Regions from separate parts of the Gossypium hirsutum genome. Here region 1 is linked to region 2. Evidence: chromatin contacts called from public Hi-C data. All regions are on one chromosome and are shown on one strand. The core of a region is the stretch at or near the end of the contact, and the rest is flanking DNA. Distances in the headings are between cores, read along the strand shown. Region 1 holds the start of LOC121221139 (transcription factor TCP20). Region 2 has its middle 39 kb from the start of LOC121221428.

Region 1 (2,700 bases), core at 35-2,534, 260 kb after region 2:
AAAATATCCTATTCGTAATAAATAATGAAAAATAATAGTAAAAGGGAAGTAGGGTCAAATCCTCAAGGACTGGATTTGCACAATATCTTGTTCTGTGAAATCCTAGGCAGAATCTTGCCTAAGAAAACCTGCGTTCCTGAAAAAAATAAAAAAAATAGAAGAATTAAAGGTTTGGATCTGGAAACGAAAAATAAAATAAAAACAGAATTAGGAATATTGAATCAAAAATTCGAGAAAAATAGAGTTGAGAGAAAGAAAATTCTTATGGGAGATTCTAGCCTCCAGTTATCTCATTTCGCCTTGGGTTCAATCCTCGACTTTTAGATGATCCTTCCCAAACCAAATAAGCCAGTTATAGTGGAAGAGGATGCCTCGACCACCAGCTCCAAGGATTTAGACTTACGATTTGGTGGAACCTGACTCTAGCCAACAATAGCTTCTATGAGATCATCTTATGCTAGATCAACGCTTCTCAATGGCGAATCCCACGCCATTTTGTCTCTTGGGCTCGCCAACCTCTGACGCAGTAAGCTAACGAACCGACTGTGCAACCTTCCCAAAACATACGAAGCGGTCGCCTTTGCATACGTTGAAAAGCTTACTTCTTAAGGGATATGGATGGAAGCGTCAGCCCCGTAGTGCGAAGAAACGATGAATACTCGTTGAGAAGGCTAAGTACAGATTCTAAGCCTCATGAACCCTTTTGGAGATTTTCGACAACCTTTGGCTAGATGGGTTTAGTGGCTCATGGTTGTGGTAGAAAAGAAAATAAATAAAATAAAAATAGAGATTTTATTGAAAGGAAATATGAGAAGAACAAAAGCCTAGACTTTTGGAGAAAGAGTGTTTACAGAAAAGGATCCTCCTCTTTTGAGTTATTTCATCCCCTATTTATAGTGCTAGGGGAGATACCTATTTAAATTCCTAAAAGATAAATACATTTAATTGAAGATAAATAAAAATAAATAAAATAAAATCTTAAAAATAATTCTTAATAATTATCTTAATATTAATTATCCTAATATAATTAAAATAGAGTTTAATAGAATAAAATCTCTTCTTTTTGCATTTCAACCCTTGTGTTCTCCATACTTGCACTTTTGGCATCAACTTTTCCTTGTGTCGCACATTGGCCCATTTTATTTCTAAATTCAGGCTTTTGGCCCTTAATTTTGCTTTTGCCTCAAATTTAGCCCCTATAAGATAAAAGATTATAAATAATTTAAATTAACAGGATCATACTCAGAATAAATACATAATTAAGATATAAAAATACATTATTCTAGAGTGTTATCAAATCTCTTACAAGAGATGGAACCATTAGTATGATGCCTGCCGAAATAATATTGTAGCAAGTAAAAGGTAAAGGCGAAGTGAAGAGAACGCTAAGAGAATCAGCCATCAATCATGGAAATGGGCAGTTAAAGTTACTATCGTATCAGAAGTATTAGTCAAAACCCGTTCACTACTGTAAGAAAAAGAGTAAGAAAGGACAGTGAGAGAAAGTAGGAAGACATGTTGTAAAACCAAGATAAAATTTTTGACATTTTGGGGGTGTGCTTTGGGATTTCAATATTATATTACTAGTTTGTCTTTCACATTCCTTGCCAAAAACAGTGAAAAACTCATGAAAGTGGAGGACTTTTCAGGTAACCTTCTTCAATCTAAGAAACTTAGTTTTTTTGGCTTTAATTTGCTTTGCCCCCACCTTACCACCCCTTTACCTGTTCATGGATCCCAAAGGCTCCAAGCAGCCACCAGCTGAAGTATCCAACTTCTTGAGCTTGCCACCACAACCCCAACAACAGCCTCATCAAAGCATGGGAGAGAACAAAGCAGGTGAAAGCAAGGGTTTCCGGATTGTTGCAAGTAAAGAAGAAGGGAAGAAACAACAGTTGGCTCCAAAGAGAAGTTCTAACAAAGACAGGCACACTAAAGTTGAAGGGAGAGGTAGAAGAATAAGGATGCCTGCTTTATGTGCAGCTAGAATCTTTCAGTTGACCAGAGAATTGGGACACAAATCTGATGGGGAAACCATACAGTGGCTGTTACAACAAGCTGAACCATCAATAATAGCCGCCACGGGGAGCGGAACCATACCAGCTTCAGCTTTGGCAGCAGCTGGAGGCTCAGTTTCTCATCAGGGGGCCTCTCTGTCAGCTGGATTGCACCAAAAGATGGAAGACTTAGAGGGGTCCAGTATAGGGTCTGGAAGCAGTAGGACCAGTTGGGCAACGGTTGGTGCCAACAATTTGGGGAGACCCCATCATGTAGCAACAGGGTTATGGCCCTCAGTCAGTGGTTATGGGTTTCAGACATCATCTGGTCCATCTACAACCAATTTAGGCACTGAAAGTTCTATTTATCTGCAAAAAATCGGGATTCCTGGTTTTGATTTGCCAGCTACTAATATTGGTCAGATGAGCTTCACCTCAATCTTAGGTGCGGCTAACCAGCAACTCCCTGGTTTGGAACTTGGGTTGTCTCAAGATGGTCATATTGGGGTTCTAAATCATCAAGCCTTAAGCCAAATTTATCAACAAATGGGGCAGGCTAGGGTGCTCCAGCAAAAGCAGAATCAGCAAAATCCCCCTGCTAAGGATGATTCCCAAGGATCAGGCCACTAAAGTTATAAACTTTGGGTACATACTAGCATTCCTAAGAGAGGATGACTTTCTTTCTTGTAATGGTTTCAGTATT
Region 2 (2,700 bases), core at 3-2,502:
TAGCTTAAATCTCATCTTATCACCACTCTCCCTTACGAAACTTTAATAATTAAGGATTAATGTATGCCAATTGTCACAAATACTCTTGACAGGCAAAATTAATACTTTACCCTCACTTCAAAGTCTTACCCGATTAAGTCAAAAACTCTAAAAATAAAATGTTAAATTAATTTATCACTCTAAGGACATCCCGCTTCTTACAAATTAAAAATATATCAAAATTCTTGATCTTATACCGAGAGCAAACTCTTCCAAATTTATATCTTACGACAAATCAAAAATTTTTGAGAATTTTAGGTAAAATAATATTTTAGCAATTTCAATAACAATGTTTTTCAACAAAATTTCAAGCCTACTTGGTTGAGTGAAAAAGTAGAAGGATGTAAAAAAGAGATGACTATTTTTCATCCTAATGCATAAACCAAATCATGACAAATTTTAATGATAAGAGGAGATAAAATGAGAAAATTTTAAATTAGTGCAAAATTATACATGCATTTTGGTTTAAATTTTTTTCTTATTTTTTAACTCTATTAAACAATGAGAAAATATATATGTTTTAAAAAATTTCCATTTTTATTACGAAACACAAACTAAAAGAAATATATATAATAATTTTATGGTCTTTGAATCTTCTATAAAATTTGAAGGTGGAACCTAATTGAAGTTTTTAGAATATCTTTGAATTCAAACTGACCATAGCGCACCACGATTCTAGCATTTTATTATCCAAACGTGACGTAACTATCCATTTGGATATTACAGTCACAATTAGCAAATAAGATTTTAAAGCAAAGATCACAACTTTACACGTGCATTTGTATCTCTATTTATAATTTCTAATATCACATATGAATATCTTTAATAAAGCAATAAAGGAGGCTAAAAGAAGTCTTGAAATGAAATAATTATTAAAAGCTAATGGAAGCAAAAGAATTTCTTTCGTTCTCCATAAAGCAAACCCACTAACATTTGCATACCATATATCTTCTTTGACTAAGTTCAGCACATCATCCCCTTCTTCGCCACCAAGAAAACCCTAAGCCCTACATAAAATACAAGGTATTGAAAGAGAAGTTGGACAAAGAAAGAGAAATGAGTCTGCTTTCGAATGCAGATTGGGACCAATCGTTGTTGCAGTGGTCTTGTTTATCCTCTTGTCGCCAGGGATGATGTTCCAATTGCCAACGAGGACAAGGGTGATAGAGTTTGGCAACATGTGCACAAGTGGGATAGCCATCTTGGTTCACGCCATAATTTATTTCAGCTTATTCACCATCTTGATCATGGCAATTGGTATTCACATACATGTTTACTAGTTGATCCAAAATCTCAACAAAAAGGGTAGGCTCTTCTTTGGCTCCTTTCTGTAATTTGTCTTCACTGTTATTTCATTGTTGTTTGTAAGAGAAAATTTGAATAGAGTAATGATGAATCTATTTCTTCGTAAGATGGTTCGATATGTATGAAGTTGTAGAGGGATATTGATACATTTTGGAGAAGCATCTGAAGTGTCATCTGTCTAGAATAATAGACTCCTCAATGGGTCAGTATTGTCTTAGGGTTGAGTTGGGCTTTTGTCTCCCAACGGGGAATTCACAGAGTAGAAGCGTCATGTTGGATTGAAGCGTTGAGTACAAGGTAGGGTGTGAACCCTTAAATAGCATCTAAGGCATACTACCACTTTATCAAGTGTTTCAAGCCCAACCATGCACACGACACTCATGTGCCCCTAGTAGGAGGTTGTACGCCACACACGTTTCAATTTGATGAGGTGCTCTCTCTCTCTGTGTATCCCACATTTGATTCAGTTTTTGGACAAAGTTGGAAGACAACCTTAACTTGATTTAGGAAAAACATCAGCCCATTGAAGGATTTGTCGACTTCAAATAAACATAACTTTGAGATCTTTACTAAAAGAAATCAGCCCTCAAAAGAAGTTTATTATGATTAAGGTCTTTTATAATCCTTGTTTTTGTCTACTACTAATTAGTTTGATTGGTATTCTTGATGCCTTGACTAAATCTTTAAATATAATAATTATATTAATATATGTTATATATCATCATTCAATTTCTAAAACGGTAAATTAAAAATTATGCAAATTATGGAATAAATTAAAACATTAAAAACAAACAGTAAAATAACTAAAAATGTCATGCAATGAAATGAACACGTCACAAATACAAAAACCTGTCAATAAATATATAATAAATTATTAACATGTAAAAAGTTATATAAATTTATAATAAAAAATGAAAACTCGACACAATTACTTAATTTTCTTTCTAGATTAAATCACTATAACAATTTATGTATAAATATATTGTGAATCAATACACAATATAATAAATAAATATTATACAGTCTTCATAATAAAAATATTAAAATAATTCTGTTTTCAATTTATAAATAATGTAATAAGGATATGAAGGAAACATTTTATCATTTTTACCCTTCAAATTAAAAATTTTGTGGATGCTGAAATGTCTTTCAAACAGCCTCTTTAAATTTTAAATTAAGCATTCTGAATGACTGCAACAACTTTTATACTAGTATTTTTTTTTTAAAAAAAGTAACTTTTAATAATAGTTATAGATATAAAGTTAAAGAGAGTAACCAAACTGCAAATTTCATCGCCAGTGCTTTAAATGGAGCTCCACCAGGTCTCGTCCTGTACGAATGGTCCCCGGACACGGT

The links. A called contact is a pair of places that touch in the nucleus more often than the background predicts.
Region 1: a contact with region 2 is called in a Hi-C map of leaf, with 2.6 times the contacts expected there. The contact joins the promoter of LOC121221139 here to the enhancer-like site in region 2. A contact is called at or near these places in 2 of 34 Hi-C or Micro-C datasets (callus and leaf).

Annotation. Positions count from the first base shown.
Region 1 is chrD09:13,666,456-13,669,155 of Gossypium_hirsutum_v2.1, forward strand. It overlaps LOC121221139 (transcription factor TCP20), which reads left to right and starts at 1,285. Exons shown (of 4, transcript XM_041101688.1): 1 at 1,285-1,649; 2 at 1,744-2,700. The coding sequence starts at 1,628. The coding sequence ends at 2,627.
Region 2 is chrD09:13,401,844-13,404,543 of Gossypium_hirsutum_v2.1, forward strand. No RefSeq gene overlaps it. Among protein-coding and RNA genes, the nearest start is that of LOC121221428, 39 kb to the left of the region's middle. Within about 2 kb of position 1,253, at least 3 of the 9 cell types and tissues checked have an H3K27ac peak or open chromatin away from gene starts, as enhancers often do. A contact at or near this core is called in leaf, where this site is marked.